Regions from separate parts of the Mus musculus genome. Here all the other regions are linked to region 1. The links are chromatin contacts, called in public HiChIP or PLAC-seq, capture Hi-C and promoter capture Hi-C maps. All regions are on one chromosome and are shown on one strand. The core of a region is the stretch at or near the end of the contact, and the rest is flanking DNA. Distances in the headings are between cores, read along the strand shown. Region 1 holds the start of Satb1 (special AT-rich sequence binding protein 1). Region 2 holds the start of Kat2b (K(lysine) acetyltransferase 2B). Region 3 holds the start of Rab5a (RAB5A, member RAS oncogene family). Region 4 holds the start of AY702103 (cDNA sequence AY702103). Region 5 has its middle 16 kb from the start of Gm31015. Region 6 has its middle 39 kb from the start of Plcl2. Region 7 holds the start of Plcl2 (phospholipase C-like 2).

The links. Promoter capture Hi-C pulls out the DNA fragments that hold promoters and counts their contacts. HiChIP or PLAC-seq counts read pairs in DNA pulled down with a chosen protein or histone mark. Capture Hi-C pulls out chosen DNA fragments and counts their contacts.
Region 2: a promoter capture Hi-C map of pre-B cells shows a contact between it and region 1, with 4 times the contacts expected there. The contact joins the promoter of Kat2b here to the promoter of Satb1 in region 1. A contact is called at or near these places in 2 of 39 promoter capture datasets (hippocampal neurons and pre-B cells) and 1 of 115 datasets of contacts at active chromatin or transcription factors (stem cell-derived neural progenitor cells).
Region 3: a contact with region 1 is called in a promoter capture Hi-C map of pre-B cells, with 2.5 times the contacts expected there. The contact joins the promoter of Rab5a here to the promoter of Satb1 in region 1. A contact is called at or near these places in 4 of 39 promoter capture datasets (the C10 cell line, cranial neural crest, hippocampal neurons and 1 more) and 2 of 115 datasets of contacts at active chromatin or transcription factors (astrocytes and embryonic stem cells).
Region 4: an H3K4me3 HiChIP or PLAC-seq map of embryonic forebrain shows a contact between it and region 1, with 8 times the contacts expected there. The contact joins the promoter of AY702103 here to the promoter of Satb1 in region 1. A contact is called at or near these places in 5 of 39 promoter capture datasets (the 3T3-L1 cell line, hippocampal neurons, liver and 1 more) and 3 of 115 datasets of contacts at active chromatin or transcription factors (embryonic forebrain, pro-B cells and stem cell-derived neural progenitor cells).
Region 5: a contact with region 1 is called in a promoter capture Hi-C map of liver, with 4 times the contacts expected there. The contact joins the enhancer-like site here to the promoter of Satb1 in region 1. A contact is called at or near these places in 6 of 39 promoter capture datasets (the 3T3-L1 cell line, 3T3-L1-derived adipocytes, the C10 cell line and 3 more) and 3 of 115 datasets of contacts at active chromatin or transcription factors (embryonic forebrain, embryonic midbrain and embryonic stem cells).
Region 6: a contact with region 1 is called in an H3K27ac HiChIP or PLAC-seq map of microglia, with 6 times the contacts expected there. The contact joins the enhancer-like site here to the promoter of Satb1 in region 1. A contact is called at or near these places in 3 of 39 promoter capture datasets (the C10 cell line, hippocampal neurons and pre-B cells), 3 of 115 datasets of contacts at active chromatin or transcription factors (microglia, pro-B cells and stem cell-derived neural progenitor cells) and 3 of 9 other capture datasets (adipose tissue, embryonic stem cells and liver).
Region 7: a contact with region 1 is called in a capture Hi-C map of embryonic stem cells, with 4 times the contacts expected there. The contact joins the promoter of Plcl2 here to the promoter of Satb1 in region 1. A contact is called at or near these places in 4 of 39 promoter capture datasets (the 3T3-L1 cell line, hippocampal neurons, liver and 1 more), 3 of 484 Hi-C or Micro-C datasets (all in embryonic stem cells), 3 of 115 datasets of contacts at active chromatin or transcription factors (embryonic forebrain, embryonic hindbrain and embryonic stem cells) and 2 of 9 other capture datasets (embryonic stem cells and liver).

What each region holds. Positions count from the first base shown.
Region 1 is chr17:51,830,776-51,834,285 of GRCm38.p6, reverse strand. Satb1 (special AT-rich sequence binding protein 1) reads left to right here and starts at 1,639. Exons shown (of 11, transcript NM_009122.2): 1 at 1,639-1,816.
Region 2 is chr17:53,565,000-53,568,509 of GRCm38.p6, reverse strand. It overlaps Kat2b (K(lysine) acetyltransferase 2B), which reads right to left and starts at 1,539. Exons shown (of 18, transcript NM_020005.4): 1 at 932-1,539. The coding sequence starts at 1,180.
Region 3 is chr17:53,477,474-53,480,983 of GRCm38.p6, reverse strand. It overlaps Rab5a (RAB5A, member RAS oncogene family), which reads right to left and starts at 1,750. Exons shown (of 6, transcript NM_025887.4): 1 at 1,376-1,750.
Region 4 is chr17:50,237,248-50,240,757 of GRCm38.p6, reverse strand. It overlaps AY702103 (cDNA sequence AY702103), which reads right to left and starts at 1,550. Exons shown (of 2, transcript NR_131975.1): 1 at 1-1,550.
Region 5 is chr17:50,438,007-50,441,516 of GRCm38.p6, reverse strand. No RefSeq gene overlaps it. Among named protein-coding and RNA genes, the nearest start is that of Gm31015, 16 kb to the right of the region's middle. Within about 2 kb of position 1,891, at least 30 of the 459 cell types and tissues checked have an H3K27ac peak or open chromatin away from gene starts, as enhancers often do. A contact at or near this core is called in liver, where this site is marked.
Region 6 is chr17:50,468,758-50,472,267 of GRCm38.p6, reverse strand. No RefSeq gene overlaps it. Among named protein-coding and RNA genes, the nearest start is that of Plcl2, 39 kb to the left of the region's middle. Within about 2 kb of position 1,612, at least 294 of the 459 cell types and tissues checked have an H3K27ac peak or open chromatin away from gene starts, as enhancers often do. A contact at or near this core is called in adipose tissue, hippocampal neurons, liver and 4 more, where this site is marked.
Region 7 is chr17:50,507,651-50,511,160 of GRCm38.p6, reverse strand. It overlaps Plcl2 (phospholipase C-like 2), which reads right to left and starts at 1,614. Exons shown (of 6, transcript NM_013880.3): 1 at 1,224-1,614. The coding sequence starts at 1,553.

The DNA.
Region 1 (3,510 bases), core at 390-2,889:
AAACTGAATTCTCAGCCCACAGTCACTTTCCAGGAACTTGCCTGCAAACAGCTCTGCGCTGGAGGGATGGAACTCCCAGCAATCTCAATCCTGCCACCCTGACTGCCTTCGCTCCACATACAATTATTTATGGGGACTTAATGAGAGAGCAAGCCTTATGTGAAAGAACGCAAGAAAGTGCAGCTGCTAAAAACAGACCCAGGCAGTTCTACAGTCCTTATTTTTACAACTGAGCTTCTGCAATTCCTGCCACGAACCTAACAGCTCCACTCCTTGCCAAACACACAAAGAGAAAAGTAAAAACTGTTTTCGTTCTGCAACCCCCTTAACTTCGAGTAAACAGTAGTAATTTTCTATCGTCACGTTCAATGCAAATTTCCCAAAGGCGACACAACAGGAAACAAAAGACCTGTTAGTTGATAGCTTCCTTAGAGCTGGGGGTTGTGTGGGGAAGGAGTAGCAGGGGAGTGGGTTAAAGTTGATAGAGTCCAATTTCTCCCTAGCTTGGGGGTCCAAGCCTTCAGCTACTTTGACCTTTCAGAGTTCTTTGGAGCTTCACCAGTTGAAAAGGTCCCTGGGCCCAGCCTCCCCTCCTACGAAATCCGCATTTCTTGACCTCTTTGCCCCTGCTTTTGGGTGGGTCAGGGTGGGAGAAGAGACTTGGACAGTGGCTTAAGCATCTCCTTCTGGTTGGGTGCGTCGACCTACAGCTGCCGACAGGAAAATGATACTGATGCAAATAGCTGGGGTTGAGAAGGGGGTCTGCAAGAGGCCCCCTCCTCCTCCATCCACTATGTGTTCCTCAATAGGGGTGCCCAAGAGAAGAGGATAGCAAGAAGAGCCCATCAGTTTGAAGGGAAGGAGGTCCCCTCTAGGAAAGATCTTCTCCATCAAACATTGAAGAGAGGGGAAAACTTGGCCCGCATGCCCCTACTGGGGAGCGACACACCCCACACAAGCTGGCTTGCGGGGCGCGGGGGTTGTGCTCAGGCCTCTCACCTGACTTCCTCCTCCGCTGGCACACACACACACCAATGCCCCGCGCTCTGCACCCCCAAAGCCCAGGCAAACAACGACAAGAGGAAGCGGCGGGCGGCGAGGGTGCGCGGCGGGGGCGGTGCAGGTGAGGGCCGGGGCGGTGGGGCTCCGGGGCTCGCCCACACTTACCCTGGCGGCCGCGGGGTCGCTCTCCCGCAGCGACCCTGCACCCGGGCGGCGCTCAGGGATGTGGCGGCTGCGGTGGCTCGGGCTCGGCTCAGCTCGGGCTCCACTGCGCGCTCTCGGAGCCACCGGCCGCCCAGGATCCTGCCGCCAGGGGGAGAAGCGGCCGCGGGCGCGGGGGAGGCAGGCCGGGCCCGGTCGCTCCCGCTGTGGGGTCCGCAAGCCCCCCACGCGGGCGAGAGGCGAGAGCGCGGCGCCCCAGGCACGCACGGCCCCCGGCCAGCGTCGGGGGGCTCTCGTGGGGGCGCCCCGATCGCCCGCGCCGCGCTCTACACTGCGGGCTCCGAGCGGCTCCCGCGCCCCCTCCCGCGCCCCGCCCCGCCCCCGCCCCTTCCCTTCCCCCTCGGCCCCGCGCGCTCCCCGCTCGCTGCTCGCCGCGCTCTGCCCCCTTTAAACGCCCACTTCGGATGGGGAGAGGAGACAACTTGAAGTCAAGTTGCCATTAACTTCCGCGGCGGCCGCCAGCTCGGCGGCGGGGAGGTGGCAGCAGCTGCAGCCGCCGCCCGGGAAGTCCGCCGCCCGGCGCGCCCGCGCGGGGAGCCGACCCGGCCTCGGCCCGCACCGCTGGCCCGCGCTGTCCCGGTTCCACGCCTGAGTGAGTCCCGCTTCTTTGCTCCCTGCCAGTGCTGCTCCCGCTCTGGGTCTCTTGCCCGGCTCGCCTCCGTTTTCTGCGGATGCGGAACCGATCCAAACTTCTCAGTGGCCCCGGCTGGGGCGACTCTGCGCCCCTCGCGTGCCGGGGTCTTGCTGGCCCTTCTCTCGAGCGCGCTCAGACATTCGGGAGGACTGGGCTGGTGAAGTGAGGGTCATGGCCGGGATGCGGACTTACTTGGCGTCTTTGCCTCTCCCGCACACCTGCCCGGCAGGAGTCCCTCGTTAGACACTTTAGTCCAGGTCGTGGGCATGGCCCGCTTTAGAGGACGAAGGCGGCGTGGGGGGAAGCCCTCGGCGGGCGAGTGGGGAAAAGGGAGCCGCTCAGTGAGCCCCGGTGCGGGGAAGGAGGCGAGGTGCGGGGTGGAGTTGGAAAGGTCGCGCGCCAGATCTGGAGTTCACTTAGCATCCTCTCCCATCTCATCTCCCCCTGTTCTTTCCCGGCCAGCCCTACTTTGCTGGTGGCGAGCGGAGGTGGAGAGGGGCCTGGGAAGTTTGTGGCAACTTCTCTATCCCGAGAGCCACTCGGGCGCTGGGCGCTCAAGTTGGAGCCCAGAGTTTGAGAGCCGAAGAACAGCGCTCGTGCAGCCCACGCCGGCGATCGCGGGTCGGTCCTGGAGGGTGATTCGGGTTTGGGCTTGGGCGGGAAGCCGAGGGAGGTACATGGTGTCTTAGCTGGGACTGTGGCCCCACAGGTGCAGCCCAGGGGGCAACTCCTCATTTCCCTGCGACAGTACACACCCGAGAGCGGCGGCCTTCTACAGTGTTCCTCCATTGCAGAGCTCCCAGGGTGGCCGAACTGGGGTTGGGCAGCTCGAATGCAAGGGACTGAGGGGGCAAGCGGCAGGTCCAGATGGTGACACGTGCGTGTGCTTGGCCCAGCAAAAGGCGCTAAACAGGTCCCTTCTGGGATGATCCCAGAAGACCAAGAGGACAGCAGCTTAGAGCTCAGGGTAGAGGTTTTGACCCTGGCCTCCACCAGGGCCAGGTTTTACTTAACAAGATGTCAACCACAGGCTCATCTCTTAAAATGTCCGGTTGACAACTTTGACCTCTGCACCCTTTCTGGGAGAACTTTCTCTGAGGCATGTAGGATTCCCAGGGTTAAGACGTGGATTTCACTTGTCCATAGGGACCGGAAGACACCCAATTCCCTGGAGAGAACCTTTTCTGCTCCCGATTGATTGGCTGGGGTTCCATGTTTGTATCCTTGGAGGCCAGAGAACCCAACTTTCCCAAGACAGAAGAGGGGAATGAGCAAGAGTCTGGTCTCTTTCTGCCAGAAGTCAGGTTCTGTCCTTAAGCAGTACCTGGATTTTTTACAGTGTTTGTGCCTGGTGACAGAAGCTCAGCCTTCCAAAAACTTTACTTAATTTTACACCTTGTCCAGAGTGGATTTTCTGAAAGAGTGAAATTTTATTTTGTAGTCAGATTCTCCAGATAGGTAGGTAGGTAGGTAGGTAGGTAGATAGATAGATAGATAGATAGATAGATAGATAGATAGATAGATAGATAGATAGATAGATGAGTAAGTTATGCCATACTTTAAATCCAAAGAAAGCAAGGGTTGCGGTGCTGGCTCTATAACCCTTTATGAATCTCCCATGTGGAACTCGGGCTATGACTTAGCAGCGGTTC
Region 2 (3,510 bases), core at 290-2,789, 1.7 Mb before region 1:
GATGCGACTCCTTTTACAGTAGTAAGCTGGAGCAGCAAGCAACACGGGAGGTGTGAGTGAGTGAGTGCCTGGTCCCAACCACAGGCCGCCCGGGCTGACAAGGCCAAGTCCCCGCCCACTTCTGCTGTCACCCAGTCAAAACAAAGCCGCAGTCTACAGTGCAGAGTCGCTCTCCCCTGCAGCCTGGAGATGCTGAGCCCCCTACAAGTGCTCTACAGCTGGATGCCCTGGGTGCCTAAAGTCCCCAAAGAGGGAGAATGGCAAGAAAGCTGTCTTCAAACTGAGCAGACGCGCTCGCCGCCTGGGCTGTCACCCTGCCAGACCCTGTTTACACCCTAAGCGGCCAGGATCCCGCTTTCGCTAAATAAATAATAACAATAATGACAGGGTTGTCGCCGCACGGCCGAGGCCGCCAGGCGCCAAAGGACAGGGGCTTGGGGCAGTGCCCACCTCCCACCCCGCGCTCCGCCCCTTCGCTCCCGTAGAGCGCCAGGATTCCAGGACACTTCTGGGTGCTCCACAACCCAGCTCCTCCTAGCGGGGCTCAGTGGGGAGGGCGAGCGCGGGGAGACACACGCTAAGATGCCCCCAACCCCAAAAAAGCTGCTTCCCAACCCCGACAGATCTGCCACACCAAGCACAGTTACACTCCCTGTGAAAGGACTCCCGCGAGCTCCTACAGAGCAGAAAAAGCCCCAGTGCCGAGCGCTCCGAAGCCAAGACTCATCCTTCCCAGAAGAGGGACACCGGCAGATCTAGAAGACCCCCTACCCCTGTCCCAGTGAGATGCTGTGCAAGCCGCAGCGGCAGAGCGCGCGCACAGAACGCAGCACTTCCGCGGTGCCGGCGGGAAGCTGGGAGTGGGTGGGGGAGGGGAGGGGGGGTCCGAGCCCGCCCGTGACCCCGCGATTGTGCTCATCCCAGCGGGTACCTTGCAGGCGGAGTACACGCCGAGTTTCTCCAGCTTCTTCGCCCGCGGAGCAGAGCGCAACTGCGCCTTCTTCACGGCGATCCGGGCCGAGCCGCCTCCTCCCGGTCCCTCGGCCGTGCCCGCCGCGGCCACCGCGGTCGCTGGCCCGCAGGAAGCAGAGCTCCCGGCAGCGGTGGCCAGGGTCCGGGGGGAACCGTGCGGGGGCGCGGGAGGCAGTGCTGGGGACCCGGCCCCGCCAGCCTCGGCCATGCCGCCCCGACTGTCACCCGCAGCTGCCAGGGTCCCCGCGGGCGCTGGTGGCGGAGCCGAGACCCTCCCCCCCCCCCGGCCGCCGCCCTGCGCCCTCCCCGCCCCCGCCGCACTCGGCCGCCAGCGATCGCAGGCCCCCGCGCCTCCCCAGGCGGCTAGGACGCTAGCGGGCCCGAGCGCCTTGGCCGCGCTCTGCTCCCCTGGGCCTCCGGCATGCTGCTGCGAGCGTAGCCGCCCGCCGGGAGCGCCAGGGCCCGTAGGTGACCGGCGACCCGCGAGACCGGGCCGCTGCAGCCCAGGCACCTGCCGCCCTGCGCTGCTGGCGTCCCTGGGCCTGACACCCTCCCGCGCCGAGACCCAACTTCCTCCACCCTAGCGGGAGCCAGAGGAAAAAAAAATGTTTTCCAGAAGTACCCGTCAGCGGCCAATCCTCCTCTTTGTTGCTAATTCACCAAAATCATGGCGTGAAGGGTTCCTTTTTTTTTTTTTTTTTTTTTTGACTTTGAGTTAAACTTTTTTTTTTTAAACAATTCTTCCCCATCGTCTTCTCCTGGTAGTTTCTGAACCGAATATGACCAGAGAGGGAGGGAGATGACTCAATGGTGTGTGTGTGTGGTGTGTGTGTGTGTGTGTGTGTGTGTGTGTGTGTGTGTATCACATAATACTTGTTCGTTTGAGAACATTACATGTCGGCGAAATGAAAACTAAACGCATGGAAAAAGTTTGAAATTAGTCCGCCTACGGGGTTCACTCGAGGTTGGCTACTTTCAGCTGCTAGTGTGTCTATTGTTTTCAAGTTAACCAGAAAGACAGCGTCCAGGAAAGTGATTCCGATTTTGACTTAAACTTCAAAATCAAAACTATTGTCCCTGGCTCTGATGGTAGGAAGAGATTGTTTCATTTTTTCACATGGGTCAACCTTCCTAAAGCGATTTGAATAGCCCTGCATTGCCGGTCAGCACCGTTGGCAAGTGCCCTAATTCTGCGGAGCAAGCATAGTCACAATGTGGGACAATGGTCGTAATGAATTTGTGATTGGTTGTCTAGCAAGCTTGGTAGCTCCTGCTGAACTCCAGCCATATGGGATGGGCTTTCCCTTGCAAATACTCTTACCAGTCATGCTTAAAGTTGCATTTTATGTCTCAAGATGTGTTTCGCCAGATTCTGTGTCCTTTTAACGCAGAGTAATGCAATGCCAAGAGAGAAAGAAGTCTCTTCTCAAAGGAGTGACACCTGCTGTGAAACTGCAGCCTTACTAGGCTACATCTAACTGAAGTCCTTACCTAGGCTTGACCTTAGCCTAGTGTGGAAGCTCAATAGAGTAAGACTCTTGCCTCAAAAATTAATTAAATTAATTAAAAAACAGGCCAGGAGCGGTGGTCTTCACCTTTGACCCCAGAACTGCAGAAGCAGAGACTGGCCAGGCTCTGTGAGTTTGAGGAATTCTGGTCTACTGTTAGGAGTTCCAGGTCAGCTAGGGCTACACAGTGAAACCTTGTATATAAAGAAACAAGGAAAAAAAAAAAAAAAGAACTCAGCATGTCTTTAATCCTGGCATTTGGGAGGCAGAGGCAAGTGGATTTCTGAGTTCGAGGTCAGCCTGGTCTACAAAGTGAGTTGCAGGACAGCCAGGGCTACACAGAGAAATCCTGTCTGGGGAAAAAAAAAAAAAAAAAAAAAAAAAAAAGCTCAGGGGTTTTTTGTTTTGTTTTGTTGGGGGTGGGAGGGCTCAAGACAGGGTTTCTCTGTGTAGCCCTGGCTGTCCTGCAACTCACTTTGTAGACCAGGCTGGCCTCGAACTCAGAAATCCTCCTGCCTCTGCCTCCCGAAAAAGCTCAGGTTTTACATCACTGTCCTCTGGTTGTTTGTTCTTCAAGTTTCTACAATAATGTCATTAAAACATTACTTACTGGGGAAATCCAGGTTCTCTTATATGTTCTTAGTGTCCTTTATCTAAGAATTTTTAAGTGGATTCAGAAGGAAGATTGAGGCCCATTGTATTATAGTGAACTGTAAATTCTGGCAGCTGCCCAAAGGTAAACAGAAGGAAGAGAAAAACTGGCTCATTTTTAGAGTGCAGAAAGTAAGCCTGTTCTGCACTTGGAGCCTAGGTGGGGTGTAAGTAGCTGTACAAAAGGGTGGTTTGGAGATGTATATAACCTTCAGAGAAAAGTGGAGAATGCCCCGAGGGCCAGGGGTGGTATGCTTATGCTCTTGGCCAGAAACCAAAGAAGGGATAGAACTGGTGTGAAAACAAAGATACACCTTTTGAGTTAAGAGGTCAAAAAGGCAGACAATCTCGAAAAACCAAAAAAAAAAAAAAAAAAAAA
Region 3 (3,510 bases), core at 501-3,000, 1.6 Mb before region 1:
TGCTTGTAGATCAATAGACTTCATACAGACTGAAAAAGGCACCAACATACCTTCAGCTTAAATGTTTCTCAATTGTTCCTTACCTATAAAACAGTAAATGACTTATCCAGGACAAAACTTGTTCTGTATTCCTATGGTACTTCCAAAATCTCAGGGAAAACATCGATTCTCACAGAAAATACAAACAAAATTTTGTACTTAGTTTTTAAAAACTGTTTCCTGCCCCACATCCCGATCACATTTTTGAGGGACAGGGACTTGTCGCCTAGGCAAGCACAGGATAGGTTACGGATGGCCTGGACTCCTGATCCTACCTACCTCAGCTTCCAGAGTGCTGGGATGACAGGCGGGGTGCCTTCACAGTCAGTGTCTTTTAAAGTGCAAAGCTACTAAATCTTTTACTTCCAAAGACCTCAAACGGAAATAAGCCCAAGTATAAACCTACACAGGTTGAACATGGTATTAATGTTAAGTGCGAGGGCTGGGGGTGTTCAGTGAAGCTACTGCTCAGTGCACAGAGGTTCTGCACTTATAACTTGTACTTTTATTCCGTCAAAGAAAACTTTTGCATAATATGCATCTCCAATCTTTAAAATAGTTTTTTTATACAGTTAGGAAGTCTTTGATTAAAAAAATTGCACTGAGCCCTTAAATTGTGCCAGGCACTGTTGTGCTGCCTACTTTGTTCACAACCCCACGGGTTCAAATTTTACATTAAGAACGATTCTGGGCAGACCTCAATATTCTGGAAGATGTAACAGTTTTTTTTTTTTTAATTAGTTACGTGCAAGGCAACTGATTCAGAACTTTAAATCCATTTCGGCGAGGCAAAAACTAATATGCCAAGAGTGACAGTCAAAGCTTTAAACTTCTGGAGGCGTTAGGATGTTAACCTGCTCGCACCTTGGCCCGGGCTTCCCACCTCCCACGGAAGGGACCAGAGGATCCCACTACTCGCACAGCCCGGCCAAGCCGGTCAGAGGTAGGCGGAGCTCCCCAATCCCCACCTGCTGGAGGCCTGGGTTCCTGTCTGGAAGAAGCCGAGAAATCAAACCGGGGTGCCGGGGCCAGGAGCTCCGCTGGGCCTGGTGGGCGCGCTCCTGAGCCACCCCCGTCACCCCGGATGCGATCCGGCTCAGTAGCCGGGACAGAGCCCCAAAGACCGGGCTGGAGACCGCCAGGGCCCCAGGCTCTTCCCACGGCGCCATCTTGTGAAGGGAAGAGGGTGCCACCCGCCGCTCCCTCAGAGGATTCCCCACGTCCCAGGCCCCGAAGCTGCTAGAAGAATGAGTCACTAAGCGCTGAGGGCCCGCGGCGGCTTGGAGGCCCCAAGCCCGGCCCGGGACCACAGGGACCCGCCCCGACGGCGGCTTACCTGGGCCGCGTCTCCCGGCAGCGAGGCCACGCACGGCCCGGCCCGGCCCGGAGATCGGATGCGCCGCGGCTGCAGCGGCGGCGTCGCCTGCTCGCTCCTTCTTCTCACCCTGGCCGGCGCGGGACTCTGAGCGCCGCCCGCCGTGCCGCCGCCCCTGCCGGGCTGCGTCTCCGCCTCTCCGTTCCGCCTTCCTTTCTCCTCCTCCTCCAGAGTCGCCGCGCTCGAGTTCCGAGGACTTCTTCCTCGTCGTCGTCGTTCTCCTCCTCCTCCTCCCTCGGTCTCCTCCCCTCAGACCGCCCCGGCTCCTCACGAACCAAAACACAAACACTCGGGCTCCAGCGCAGGAACTGCTTCCGCCGGCTCCGCCACGTAGCCGCACGCAGCGAAGAACGCCGTGACGTCATTTCCGCCGCTGCCCCTCCCAGGAGGCCGGCAGCGGCTTCCTAAGGGGGCGGGGCCGAAGTCACGTGACATCCCCGGGTGCGCTAAGGGAGAATAGTTCGGCCCTCTCTAACGCCTCCTTGATCTGAACCGACATCTTTGGGCTCCGGCTGCAAGGCGAGGCAGGAGCGTCAGGAATGAAGAGGGGGGCGTGGGGTTGCGTCACGTGTCTTCTCCAATTCCCTGGGGCCAGACCTACTCACTTCCTTGCTCTGCCTTCCTCCTCCCCGGGGCTCCACCCTCAGTACCACCATTGTTATCTGGGTGGCGGCGCTCTAAGCCGGCGGGTTGGGAACCCGAGAGGCGTGGGCCAGACCTGCGTTTTATGGGTCTCATCGGAGCTGACAGGGTCCCCACTGCCATTGTCAGCCTGGGTTGTCTTCCCATTGCGGCGATTTTCGGTCTGATGGTTCACTCACAGGCCTCTCACACCACTTCAGCAGCTCAGTAAAGGGGTTTAGGCGAGCGAGGGCTCCTGTGGCTCTGGAAATGCCCTGCTTTTCCGAGAATGGGCGTGTCTGTGATCTCGGAGAGAATTAAGACCCTTAAATTCAAAAGCTGCCTTTAGACAGCAAACCTCAAAAGAATAACTTGCTTTTATTGAGAGTTTACCTGTGTGTGTGGTTTTTTGTTTTGTTTTGTTTGTTTTTTGAGTGAAAAGGAGGAAATCCTAATAATTAGCGTTTATTTGGAATTCCCCATTGAACTAAGTAGTAAACATTTTGGAGTGATCTCTCTCTCTCTCTCTCTCTCTCTCTCTCTCTCTCTCACACACACACACACACCCATTGATAAGCACAGTTGATAAGCACACAGAGTCCTGGCATGTTTGTGGAATGAATGAGGGAGGCAAATAATTTGGCCACGATCACAGGTTAGATATAGTCTAGCCTGCAGCCGGCTCCATAACACTAGTTCTTAAGATTCCAATGAACAGCAGCCCAAGATGTTTATGGCTGCCCACAGCACACCTATTTAAGACGTTCCCTTGATCCGCATAGGTCCAAATACTCCACTCCCCTAAATTCTGGCACTGGTTTCTATCAAAAGAGTCATTCCTTGTCTCTGTCAGAAAGGTTCTGTGGTGCCTATTAGCATACCAAAACACAAGGCTAGCCTTCTGATTTACTCAGTACCTGTGGCTCTTCTCACCCCACTTCCTACCCTAAACTTCTCCAAGTCATGAGCTTCCCTCTTCTAGTTTCTCATTCCCATGTAACCCTACTATTTGACTCTCTCTCTCTCTCTCTCTCTCTCTCTCTCTCTCTCTCTCTCTCTCCCTCCCTCTCCCTCTCCCTCTCTCCTTCCCGCTCCCCTCTCCTGTGGCCTCCTTTGCTCCTTTGTCTTCCTGTCTCACTACCCCATCCCACCCCATGGCCATGTCCAGTCTACACTTTTCTCTCCCAGCTCTGGATTTTTCCAGATGCCTCTGGCTGTACTTTCCCTCATACCTACAACAAAACCCTTCCTTCCCTTCAAACAAGCATGCCTTTGAGTAGTCGTGGCCTCAGTTTATACATCTGGCACTACAAACTTCCTTTATACACAAACCACACGGACATGAATGCTTTGATCAAATCCACCCTTCCAATTTCCTTTCCCCCAAATACTCTCATATTCCACCATGACTTTTCCTCCTTAACTTCAAGTACTCTTTCTTTAAAATCATTTTTAAATTTGATTTTATGTTTATG
Region 4 (3,510 bases), core at 301-2,800, 1.6 Mb after region 1:
TAAACACTTTGGGTGCCTCAGATGGCCAATTGTTGTCATTAGATGGACTCCCTCTCAGGAATTTGAGCTGGCGGGTAGAGGGAGCAGTCTGCATATACTAGAAGCCATTTTTGTCCTCACTTCCTCTTCTGAACTTTTCTGAAAAAGCTCTCCCAGGAAATCATCTCTAGAATCCCAGCAGGTCGGAGAGGGAGTCAGAGGCTGTGGGAAATGGCAAAGCTACAGACCTGTTTGTGTTGGAAAGATGTAGGATTTTGAGGTCTCTGAGAAGCAAGCTCCATCTTTTTGCCTCACCCAAAAGGCATCTTCTTGTAGGAATGAAGGCCCATTGGGAAATATTCTTGCAGGTGGCCCCATCATTCAAGGATCACTGCTTCTGAGCTTCCATATTTGTCTCTGGGTTTTCAGAACTTGTCTCTGAGTTTTCAGGCAGGACCACTGTGTGGTCCACAGCAATTCCTTGACAAGTGCCCACAGGCACCTTAATGGCATTGTAATGGCTCCACTTGCTGCTTGAGTGGTTTTCAGTATACCCTCTAGCTGCTGTTTTCCTGGGGAGACTAGCTGGGGACTTGGTGAGTCACTTCTTGGCTGTCTGACATAGCAACTGTCCACCCGTGTCTCGGAGACAGCCTCTAGATCTTTGCCCAGGGAACCCTCTGGGATCCTGTACAGATCTCTCAGAGATCTTCCTGCAATGTTTGTCAGATCCTTGCAAAGGTCCTTCCAAATCTGGAATATGGCTGGACCCATTGATGAGACAGGCGCTCCTGTGGAGGCTCCTGGGTGGCTTTTATCTGCCAGTGTTGAGGAAGATGGAGCTTCAGGATTAACTTCTGCATGACCCATCTCTGGGAGTTGGTTCTCAGACTTTACCAGATGATATCTGGATCTTGTAGGGCCAGTGGCCCTGGTTGTTGGCCTTTGTGCTTGGATGAGAAGGTGTTCAGGGCCTTGGAACTCAGGAACCATCCAGCTCTGAGGTGTGACAGTGTCCCAAGGGAAGGGTTTCTGGAGACACGGGGGCCCAGGAACCACACATCTTTGAGAGGAAGTCTCCTTCCTCATTGGAGGCTTCCCAGCTCCAGGGAAGGATGTCCCCAGCTGAGCTCAGGAGCCTCAAGCCTACTCCTTCTCTTCCTTTCTTGTCTTCATTGCTTCTTGTCTTCTTCCAATGAGAGAAGAACATGACAGCAGAGCTCATGAAAGGCATTCATTGGTGTGTCCACAGTATGGAAGAATGCATCCTGGAATATTAGTGCCTATGGTTTCAGGAGAGTGCAGAGAGCACTTGCTAATTGGACAAAGTCCAGTGCTTGTATAGGTGTTCTTAGGGCATGGACCTTTCTAGAGTAAGATTTCCAGAGTGAGGATGGCTGGCATCTCAATTTCTGAGCCTGAGGGAGCTCAGGGATTGGTGAGTTTACCTGTTCAGGGATTGGTGGGTTTTGATGTCCAGGGATAGGTGAGTTTCTGTGGGAAGTTCAGGGTTTGGTGGATTTTCCTATTCAGGAATTGGTGGCTTTTATTCAGGCTTTTCACCTAGAATTAGCATAACGTGGGTGGGGCCTGTTGACATGCTGGAGATGACCCTTCTGACAGTTATGACAGTTAGTGGGGTTCTGGGGGAGGGGCCTGGCTGCTGGAGAGCCTCAGTCTCAGCCAGGACCATTTTCTGAGTTGAGGTTTACAAACTTTATAAAGTGTACAGAGTTTACAAAATATATAGAGTTTGCAAAGGGAGTCCAGGGCAGGAAAGCCATTCCTGGCACTTGAGTGGCCTGCATATCTAACCCAGGTGTTGTCATGAACCCCTTTTTAAAGTGTTGTTCCAGCTGCTCTCAGAGCTCTGGGTAATCTTGACAACATTCCCTTCTCTTGACAAGAAAGAACACCTGTCCTGGAAAGATGATTTGCTGGTAGAGGACACAGTCTTGAAGCTAGATTCTGAGGACCTGGAGGCAGGGATATCTGCAGCCAGCAGGACCTTGGAGGCACCGTCTTGAACAAACACACTAGTGGTACAGTCCTACCACTGACATTGGTAGCTGAGTCACAGTGAGCTGTGCACAGACCTACATCTTCTAGATCCTGGAGAATCGTTCTAGAATTGGACTACCCTTTGCAGGAAGTCTAAATCTCTCAGATGTCCCTTGCTAATTTGAGAGCTTGCCATCTCCCTGGCTTCCATGTTGAGTGCCCAGTCACAGGGCTCCTGCTGCTTTGCTTCCTCCAGTCCCCAGTACCTCTACTACTTGGTGACTGGGATACCATGCTGCTCTCCCAAACTGACAGCCCACGGCAGAGATCTCCAAAGGCCACACCCTCTCGCTCCTGGGTCTTATACACACCCTTGGCTTTGGCAAACAGGACGATGAGACCACATTTGCTGGCAATTGGCAGCTGAAGGACGACACCCTGAAAGAAGATGTGTTGTCTGTTCCACCACGGTCCCCACAGTTCCACATCATCTCTCCAGCTTTAAGGAGACCCCACCTTCCCTGCTGTGGCTTTCCAAAGCATCCAGAAGCACGCTTGCCGGCCCAGGAGTGTCCCAAATGGTGGGATAAAGTAGAGGAAGCATTTTAGCGCTTCTTACTGCTACATCAGTAATTCTTGACACCCAACCCCCTTTCAGATTCTCTCTTCCTCCTCCCTCTCAGCAACACACAAGGAAGGCGTGTGTCTCAGCTGGCAGGCTGCTTGCACAATACACACCGGAAGCTCTGGGTTCCACCCCAGCACCTTGTACAGAAGAGTGTGGTGGAGCACACCTATGTGGTCCCAGTCCTGGAGGCAGAAGGGTCAGAAGTTCAAGGTCAGTTTCAGCTATACAAGGATTTCAAAGTCAGCCTGGGTTACTAAGATCCTACCTTTAAAAAAAAATCAAATAAAAAAATACATGACAGTCACGATGGTTCACAGGGTGACCATGCTTGCCTCAAGTCAAGTGACCTGATCTCTGGGACCCAAGTGGGGGAAGGGGAGAACCAACTCTAACAAGGCGTCTTCTAACATCCACGAGTTGTCCTACACACACACACACACACACACACACACACACACACAGCGGATGTTTAAAAGTAAAGCATTAGAAATTCCATTTAGCGGAGGAGTCTGCCTTTGAGAGTGGGTGACCCTTCAGCACCAGGTTAGCATCCTACAACTTGAGGCTGGTATCTCACTCATCCCGCAGGAGGCAGCCCGGGAGGATGCAACAACGCTGTGTAATCTACCTCATCCCCGTTAGGTGGCGCCGTAAGCCAACAAAGCTGCCCAGCTCAAGCCAACAAAGATGTCCAGGACAATGCCTCTGAAAATCGGTTTTCTTCCATTATTACAGGCTTTTTAGTCAAAATGGTTCCCTCGCCTTTCTTTGCTTCTTTCTTCTTTATCAGAAAGGGTCTTTCAGTGTGAAATACAGCGTGGGTTTGGTGCCAGGTGGAAAAGGAAATGTGTCTTAATCCCTCGCCTCGGAAGAAAAAGTGTTTGTTCATCACAATTGACATC
Region 5 (3,510 bases), core at 642-3,141, 1.4 Mb after region 1:
CTGTCAACCCAGAAGCAGAGAACACAATGAAAATATGGTCCCAAGGTGGGGGAAAGGAAGCTCACCACATGTAAAGTTTCAAAGTGCATTGCAATAGAGTGTTTGTCGTTGACAATACAGCTTTGTGCACTTCAAAGCTATCAATGGGCTAGTGTCTTAGCTAGGGTTCTACTGCTATGAACAGACATCATGACCAAGGCAACTCTTATAAAGGACAACATTTAATTGGGGTTGGCTTACAGGTTCAGAGGTTCAGTCGATTATCATCAAGGAAGGAACATGGAAGTGTCCAGGCAGATGTGGGGTTAGAGGAACTGAGAGATCCACCTCTTGTTCTAAAGGCAACTAGGACAAGACTGGCTTCCAGATAGCTAGGACAGGGTCTTAAAGCCCACACCCACGATGACACACCTACTCCAACAAGGCCACACCTACTCCAACAAGGCCACACCTCCTAATAGTGCCACTCCCTGGACCAAGCATATACGAACCATCACAGGTAGGCTAGGTCTCCTATGAAGTGCTCTTACCACATGAAGAAAATAAACTACTAGACTGTAGCTTATTAGTTGGATGCTGGTCTCCGTTTGTGCATAAGGTTCCAGAGTCAAACTCCCAACACACAACTACAACAAAACACCACTCAGAGACACAAGAATACTGTGAGAGAAATCGGATTAGATGCACTTATTATCTCGATTTTGAGCACAATGATAGTTTCATAAATAACTGCCTATGTTCAGTCTCAAATTGTATATAAGAAATATAAGTTCTTTGTACATCAACTGTGACTCAGTAAAGTTGTTTAAAAAAATACCTCTGCCATTGCAGGAGAATTAAGAACAACAGTTATACTAGCAGTGCTAGGTTGCACACAAGAACCCTTTGAGGCAGGTTGTTAGCGCCTTATTTATTTATTTATTTATTTATTTATTTAAATTAAGAAAGCAAGACAGAGAGGTAAATTGGTGAGCCCCCTTTTCAGGGTGTAGGTTCCATAGCATCTCCTAAAAGAAATCCTCTATGGTAGATAGTTCCTCAGAATATTCTGCTCCTACTTTTCCAGCCCCGTCAAAACACAGCCACTCTGCCAGATTCATGGGCTCCTGGGCCCTCAGTTCCAATTTGCCGTTGCTACTAAATGATATCAAACACTCTAATTCCGTGTGTGTGTGTGTGTGTGTGTGTGTGTGTGTGTGTGTGTGTGTGTGTGTGTGTCTTGCATTCCGAATCTCCACTCGAACCCCTGGACCACTATTCACTCCTTGCAGATGAAGCCTGGAGCTTCATAAGTCACCTAAAGCCATACATTTAGGAAAGACCAGGCTGACATCTGAAGTAGGGTCTGGCATTCCACTGAACTCCTGCCTTAAGCGTCATGCCATACATCTGCATGAATGACTGTGTTCTCCCTTGAGCTAGCACAAAGAAGTGTGCTCTGAACACCTCATCAGGGGTGCAGAAGTGGCAATGATGACAGATGATAGCACAGCAGGGACCCTGCTGACTTCGGAGGTGGTATCAGGCACAACAACCATCACCCCTTCACCAATGAGAAAGCTGGCCAAGCCACTGGCCCAGATGCCTGAGTGGAAATTGCAGCACTGGGAAACAACCCCAGAAAGCCTAGCTCCACAGTCCACATACAGAAGCCTGTCTCCCAATGCATGCTCCTAACCTTGGCCTGCCACACAGCGTATCATTTCGAATGAATTTTAGTGAGAAGAAAATAATCACATCCCTGGAATGGGAATTTAATACATTTGTGCCAGATGGCAGCAACTGATCTGTGACACTCAGTCACATGTCCTGCTCTGAGCATGAGCCGGTCAGAGGGTAAGAGGTTAGTGGCAGCTCCCACAGAGGGCCTGGAAGCAAGCAGTGGGAAGCTGAGTGATACCTTCCTGTCTGGATCCCTGCAGCGTCCACTCTCAGTGCCACAGAGGCCTGTGGAGGTGGCTCTGGACTCTTGGCTGCCCTGGTGTGATCTCTTTAGGATAGAATCCAGAGGTCTGCTGGCTTCCAGCCTGCTGTCAACTTGCTCTCTGGATCAGAAACACTAGTGCCAAGTTTTATGCTGAATTCTGGGAGCATGAACCAGTGAGTCCACAAAGATGGATACACTCCCCGATGACCTACAAATAACTCCACAGTCAGGATGCCCGCTTCCTGGCAACTACCTACAGATTTTGCTATGGCTGTCTTAAGAAATAGAGCATATATGCAGTGAGGAGAACAAGAGGCATGAAGAGAGCCCCCAGCCTAGTGCTTGTTCCAGACCCCCCTACTCAGTGCCTGTCCCACACCCACCCCACTGAATGTTTGTCCCACACCCTCTCCCTACTCATTGCCTGTCCCAGACCCTTCCTCCTGCTTGTCCCATACCCTCTCCCTACTCTGTGCCTGTCCCAGACCCTCCCTCACAGTGCTTGTCCCAGTCCCCATCATGAGGACAAACGCTCACAGCCCTAGCTCTCTCTACTGAGCACAAACACGGCTGATACAGAGGAGCATCTTGTTCTCTCCTTATCAGAGAACTTGTCGGTCGGCCTTTGCTTTAATTGCTCTTCCAACGTCCTGGCAAATGGTCAGAAAGCTCCCTAAGAACATTGGCTACTTGGTCATCCTCGTATGCCCAGGGTTTGCTGCTATGCCTTGCAATGAACCTTGGCTACTTGGTCATCCTCGTAGGCCCAGGGTTTGCTGCTATGCCTTGCAATGAACCTTGGCTACTTGGTCATCCTCGTAGGCCCAGGGTTTGCTGCTATGCCTTGCAATATATTCAAGTATCTGTTGCATGAATGCTTGAGGAAGTACATAAGTTATCGTGTCAGCAGCCTCTTGGATGTTCTGTTTCCAGAAATGTTTTAGTTCTTTTACTGGAACTTTATGACTTGTTTTGGCCAATAAGCCATGGGTGGAAATGACATAATTTATGGTCTAGTGCGTTAGCTGTGGGTACAAGAGCCACAGTTTTCTGGTCCTCTCTCAGGGTTGTTGGTTCTTTTCTAACTGGAGAGTCCCGTCTCAGTCTGCCTCCTATACTGAACATTTTATGTAAGCAAAGAGTCAAACTTTGTTGGACACTACTAATATAACCTGTCCTGACTCATAATCACCTGAGCCTACAGAATGGGAGGGCTCCAGAAAGCCATTCTCTAGGGCAGCCCAACAGAACTTCCTGTGAACATGTAAATGCTCTAAGGAATACCATAATGAAAGCTACCGATTCATCACATTTCAGAACTCTTTTACATTTTGTCCAACTCTGTAATAATGGCTTGTATTTCTTCACTTTTTGTTTGCGTGTTTACCTCTGTAACAGGCTAGAGGGACAGGGGCTGGCTATCAAAGGTAAGCTACACAATCATTCATACCCTGCCTTTGTTTTTGTTTTAAAAAATGTAAACAAAAGACGGACATTATCCTTATTAAATGCCATTAAGCATAGGCCTCAGTTTCTATCAGCTTTAGGAAAAAAATACAGTTATCTCTATGTCATATTCTGAG
Region 6 (3,510 bases), core at 363-2,862, 1.4 Mb after region 1:
TATTAGTGTGTAGGTTTTTCCACTTCTAAATATGTGATTTTATGATTTTCAAAAATCATACATTTAAAAATGCATGTACTTTGTTCTTTTCTGTGTGCCTGGGTGTTTTGCCTACACATCTGTATTTGTGCCACCTGTGTGCTTAATGTTCCTGGAGAGCAGAAATGGGTGTCAGATCCCCTGGAACTGAAGTCACAGGTAGTTTCAAGCTGCCATGTGGGTGCTCAACACGGAACCCAGCTCTTCTGCAAGAGCAGCTAGTGCTCCTGACTGCTGAGACTCCCTTCTGGTCCTCTGCCTGCTTCCCACAGCAATCCACATTTCAAACACACACACACACACACACACACACACACACACACACACACCTGTATGCACTCATATAAGTGAGATCAAAGCTTACCCTAATGGCTTTTCCAAACTCGAACTCAAGTTTTTTCTATTTTGTCGTATATGATTCTGCATATTCTGTTTTAAATCATTCTGTCCCTTCTGTGTTTGACACTGTTTTGTTTTTTTGGTGTTGGGGATCAACATACTAGGCAAGTGCAATGCATCTTAGTTATGTTTTCAGCCCTGTGTTATTCCACTGTTGTTCGATGCTTTGGAAATGCTGGTAAGTATTCACAACATTGATCCCACCACCTGTTCATAGGTCAAGACCTGGTATTTACAAAACACTTGAAAAATAGGAGACTGGTAGCTTCAGGGAAGGAAAAAGAACATCTGAGACACTTAAAAGGAAAAGAGTGGGGAGGGTCACACAAAGGAGAGTGACAAGAGAAAGCCTGGTTCCTGTCTTATGTCTTGGCCAGCTCAGAGCCTGCACTTCCGCATGCACCCCTGGCCTTCCGGCTCTGGACCTCTTCCTGAACCTACTTCCGGTTCCTGTACTCAGCTGCCTGTCACCTCTTAGTTATCTAAAGGTGCCTTTTGTGCTCTGAGATCTCTAAGTCCCTCCTGCATGCCAGTCCTCTTTCCCTGGTATGTCCAACCTAACTATAACTCTTCCTCCTCCTCCTCCTCCTCCTCCTCCTCCTCCTCCTCCTCCTCCTCCTCCTCCTCCTCCTCCTCCTCCTCCTCCTCCTCCTCCTCCTCCTTCTCCTGGAGGATTCTAGGAAACAAGACTAAGTGGAAATGATCTGGTTTTAAAAAGGTTTTGAAAACCTTGACAATTTGGAGAAGATTATGCGAGCAATGTGGTATGGAAGAACACAGGGAAAAGACTGGAAGAGCCGGAAGTTTACCAGCAGCAGGAGGCCAGTCAATAGGCTGGATCCATGCCAGCCCTAAAGGGAAAGCATTTAGACTGCCTAGAGAGAGAAAAAAAAAAGTAGGCCAGAAGAGGGATTTCTCAACAAGAATCTCAAGTTACTATCTTCATATGCTTAGACCAAGACCACGGTGAACAGATTTGCAAAGCCATGGGCCTCCTGTTAAATCTCTTCTAAATGAAGTGAAGCGCTGACATAGCTCGCTAGCGGTTGTGACCTCAGAGCAGATCAAAGCCGGTTTCCTCAGTGCAGAAAGAGCACAGGAGGGCTTCGGTGGTGAACCAGACTCTGGTTCGCGTGCAGCCAGAACAGCTTGCCAACCTTGGTTTTTACGATTTTTTTTTTTTTCAGCTGCTGAGACAGGAAATGACGTGAGGCTCTGAACACACTATTACAGCAAGCAGCTGTTCTGAGAGAACTTTCTGTTTCCAGGCCCGGCACCTCAGAATGTTGGCTTCTGTGTGGTCGGTTGTTGAAGACCAACTCTGTGCGAGGTGTTAGGTTGAGAAGAGGTGCAGCAGAGGATGCTGGAGCCGCAGCTGAGGTAAAAGTGTGGCTTTGATCTTCATGCCAGTTCCCTAAGCACGGCTTACTAACCATTCCGTCCTATCTTTTCAGACTTGAGTCTTTTCAGACTTGAGGGAACTTCATGACCTCACCAGACTCTAAGCTGCATCCTATAAATAAGGTCCTGGCTTCCCATCTCCTCTTTCTTCATCCTATATAAAAGGTTGTGCATGATCAGTTTTCTCAACAACCACAATGGAAAAAATGGAGAAGTAAAGAGGAAAAAAAAAAAAAACCACGAAAATGCAGCAGTTTGCCTTTCCCACAACTAAAATGAATGAACCACCCCCATCCCCTTCGGTGCCTGGGAGAGGAAGTACAGTTGCAAATGTTACCCGCACTAAACCAGATTAATTTTCCATTCAAGAGGAAAAGTAAGCAGCACGGGGCAAGGGAGGCAAATTGCAGGGCCCTATTATTTAGCACGTTTGAAATGAAAGGCAATACTGCTATTGAAGGCAGGCTGAGGAGCGCTCTCTTCCTCTCGCTAATATCCGCCCACAGGTTGCCTAGCAACCAAATTACATCGTGGAGAACACTCCCCAGCAATAACTGACCCTGAATTTTAATTTTCATGTTGACGTTGAAGCAGACTAAGTAAGTAAGTAAGTAAATAAATAAATAAATAAATAAGTACAACCACTCTGAAAGAGCATTCATTTTGATAACTGAGCTACAACTGTAGACTATAGGATAGCAAACACAACATTTTTTTTTTTTTTTTTTTTTTGGTAAAGACTTTCTCTTTTCTGGAGCATTATGCTAAAAAGTAAAAAGAATCTGGAGAGGCTTATTTTAAAAAATACCACGATTCCATGATTGCTTTATGAAGATCAGAATGGGAATTCTACTTAACAAAATAAACCCTAAAATCTATGAAAATACTGTATATAAAAAAAAGAAATGTCAAGTTTTAATCGTTGCTTTTTTGAATGACCTTTTAAAAATGAGAGCTAACTGTCAATGTGGATCATAAAAGACCACCCAGAACCCCGGCATCACTTCTTCATGCATGGCAGAAATAGTGGTTCACAGGAAGAAAGGAAAGGCAGCCTGTCCTGGGTTTCTCCTCAGAGTGCTATTTGAGTCCAACAGTAGGAACTGAGCATGCTGAAAAGACCTCCCCGCTGTCCCGATTGTCACATGGGCACACTTTTAGAAATGTGTTCTATGAGTTCAGAGTTCCTTTTCTCTGGGTCTGGACACAGCATGTTTATCACTTCGGAAAAGACATCCTTCTAGCCTAGCCTGAGGAGGAAAAGAAAACAAGGAACACCTCTTCTCATTTCCATGTGTGCTAAAATGTCTGCATGAAACTTAATTCCCACCAACAATACTGAGTATGTACCAGAGCAAACAGAACAGAAACAAAGGCTTGTTTAGGGTTTAGATCCAGCTGTGGAACCCCTTTAGACATCTGACCTTTTAGCTCACTGATAAAAGAAAAGAGCATTAACATTCATTTGGCCTGCAGACAGCACATGACTTTCATCCCAGAACTTGGGAGTCAGAGGCCTGTAGATCTCTGAGTTCTATGCCAACCTGGTCTACAGAATGCTAGTCAAAGTGTCTTAGGGTTTCACTGTTGTAAAAAGACACCATGATCAAGGCAACTCTTATAAGGGAAGCATTAAATTGGGACTGGCATACAGGTTCAGAGGTTCAGTCC
Region 7 (3,510 bases), core at 365-2,864, 1.3 Mb after region 1:
TGCACTTGATCTTTAAGCCCTTCAACTGTGCCCTGTCCACACAAAACCTGAGCAAGCAGATGACAAGGCTAGATGCAGTTTCACAACAGCCTCTTACACAGCACCAAAGTGGTCTGTTACACTAGATGGCTGCAGATGATGATAACCCAGAGGCACCTTCACAGTACTTGAGCATTTCTGAATTTCAAATACCACCAGTGTCAACTCTGTGCTGTTGGCACATTCTGACCTGTCTCCTAAGGGTTGTCAGCCACAAACAGGATGAGTTAGCACCAGACAGTACTCACTGGCCTGTCCTAAAAACTCCTTCATGTCTCAAAAAGCAACATTCCATATTTGCTCCATATTTGAACAAGCCAAATGGGCTGATCTGGCTCAAGGTTCTACTTTTCGTAGCTTATCAACTTTCTCTTTTCACTTCGAGTCACAAGAAATATTTTTATGTTGCAACTACACTGCAATGTTTGAAGGAAGCCACCATAAACTCTTAATGTCACCTCTTGAAATTTAAAATTCACAAAACAACTGGTGGCTTTCTAAATAGCACCATGAAAAACAAAACAAACAAAAACAAAAACAAGCAAAAACCATTCCAAAGAAACTTGCTAATTTGGAGAGGCCTGCTTATAGCAGCTAGGAAAGAATTAAATTGTGCGGAACTGTATTCTCTCAGAGCTTTTGAGGCTAAAAAAGAGGAAATCTGTGTTTATGTTCCCTTTCTCCGAGTAACTGAAGGAGAGGTATTTACATTCCCCAAATACAATCACTTGCAAGGGGCAACCAATTACCCAGTAGATTAGAAGAAATCTATTAAATAATATATGTTCATTGCCTGGGGTTTTGAGAAAATATTTTCACATGATCCCTGTCCTTTAAAATACAATAGAAACCTTACAGGGAGTGTGCCACCATGCTAAGCTGCCTCTGAAAAGCCTGTCCTACCCAGGCAGGTACAAGGCCATTTAATTCCAAGTCAATCTGGAGAGAGGTGACAGCCCCAAGTTGCTCTGGGGATGTCAGAGCACAGCACTCCTGCACACTCAGATCACCTCTCCATTCTTTCCCAATGCCATCAGCTTTCCAATCCCTGCTCCAGCACTCCAAACACCCCTACACCCTGGCTTCCCCTTCGCAGTGGGCTCATTTTGCATCGCCTCCTTCCGCCACAGCTTCTCCGGGGCGGGGAAAGCGAGCCCAAGGACGCGCGCGGGTCTCCTACTTACCTTGATGATGCTGCTCCGGCGGGGCAGGCCGCCCGGTTTGCTGTCCCTGGGGACCGGACCGGCAGCTGGGCTAGGGGTCCGCGCGAGCGCCACGCCTAGAGGTCCCCTGCCAGGGCTGGTCCGGGCTTCGTCCCCGGACACGCCGAGGCTGCAGTCTCCGTTGGAAACCCCGCCGCTGTCATAGCGCGCCCGCCCGTGGCCGAGGCGACCTCCCCCGCCACCACCTCCGCCTTCCCCGGCTCCGGCTTTCAGGGCGCCCTTGGCGCCTAGGGCCGGGCTCGGGGAGGTGGGCAGGGCCCCTCCTGCGGCGCCCCGGCCACACTCCGCCATGGGCGCCCCACGACCCGCCTGCACAAAGCCGCGTCCCCGCGTCCCCGCCGCCGCCGCCTCGGGCCGCTGCGCGCGGCCCCTCCTCCTCGCCGCCGCCGCCGCCTCGGCCGCTTCTTCCGCTTTTTCTTTTCTTTTTTTTTCTTTTTTTTTTTTTTCTTTCTCTTTTTGGTTGGGATGTGGCGCGTGCAGCGAGCTCGCCTCCGGCGCGAAGGACGTCGTGCAGGCGGAATTACCTCTGGGGTCCTGCCGGGGTCGGGGAGAGAGAGAGGAGAGAGGAGTCAGCTTGGGCGGCGGCGCCCCCGCTGCCGGCACCTGGGGAAGGAAAACACGCCCCGGCACACGCGCCGCTGCGGGCGCCAAAAATAACGCGCGCGCGCCAGCGCCCACCGCCGCGCGCCGCGTCCCCTCCGGCCCCGCGCTCACCGACGAGCGCCGCGTCCCCTCCGGCCCCGCGCTCACCGACGAGCTCGCGGCGGCGGGGCGCGAGGGACACGTGCGCCCACTCCGCGGCGCTGGCGACACGCGGAGGCGCGGCGCGCGGGGCTCCGGGGTTCCCGGCTCCGCCCAGGCCCGTCAGTCTCCCCCCCCCCCCCCACACCTTCAGGGCTCAGCCGAGGCCCAGGGCGGCTTCTGATGGCCCCCGGGCCCACCGCCACTTACCCGCGGCCATCGCCTCCCGGGCTTCGCGCTGCCCCCTACAGGCCGAGGGGACCCGTCCGGGCTCCGGGCACGGGCGTTGCGGTTGTGGTCGCTCTCCTAGGCCGGCTCAGCGAGGCGCACGCCACAGCCAGCTGTCAGTCACCTGAAGGCATCCCGAGGGGGACAGCGAACCCGCAGGCCGCGGGCGAGCTGAGGGTCCTGGGGCTGTGGTCTTGGCCGCTGCACCTCGCGTCCAGCTCCAGCCCTTCATTCGGAACCCGCTCCCTTCCCACCCTGCTCCCCCTGGGCTTCCTCAGTGGAGCAAACCCATTTCCCATACAGAAACCAATCCTCTTGCGTGTCCTTGGGCTGCTAAACTCAATGAGCACGACAGGTTGCCAGGATCTGGGGTAGGGATGGCATGGCTGGCAGGCGTTGAGAGACAGAAGACCTCCGCAGAGTTTATTTGGTGCCTCTGGGTTGTCCCACGGAGGTTTATCATTGTAGTCTGTGTCTTTCCTAAACCTGACACTAGAGAGACTTGCTTGTTCAACCCCTAGTGGGTACCATCCAAATCAGGACCATCGTTTGGGACAGGATCAAAAATCAATGATTAACATGTCGCTCTCATATGCAAATACTTTCCTTAAACCTCCATTCCTGGAGCCAAGGAAGAACGCAGGGCCACTGTGTAGCCTGGCAGAGCCATTGGCAGAAGAGCAGGACGAGTGCACTGTGTGGTACCAGAGGCTCCACCCACCTCCCCAACCCAGCCACCCTGAGGTCCAGTTTCATGCCTGGTTCTGGCTTCCCAGTTTTTCTCTCACTGTATTTCATCTTCTGGAAAGGCACTTTCCCTGGGCCAGGAGTACCTGAGAGTCCCCTGGGACAGAACTTAGAGACCTTGCCCTCGTTACCATAATATGGTAGCAAATTGCCAAGGAGCCTCTAAGGAAACGAGCTTTACATTCATAAACATGTCCACCCTTTCCTCAAATGCGACATCAAAATCCTTTCGTTATTCTTGGGGTGTTTTAATTCTTCTGATCCCCTTGGCACGCTTTTGTAAACATCTGGGCAAGTCAAATAGGGCCTACCCACTAACAAATGTTTTCTTATGGATAGATGACATTTTAATTCTTTTTTTAGCCTCACCCCTCCATATTAACTCCTTCCTAGTTTAGCCTCAAAATATATTTTTGGTCTTCTGACAGTTTCACAGAAAAATACTTTCAAATCAGCTTTTCATTTGCTTTATTAGATTGATAGTCATAATTGTGTTTGAGTATGTTAGAGAGGATAGAATGCAGGGGTCTTC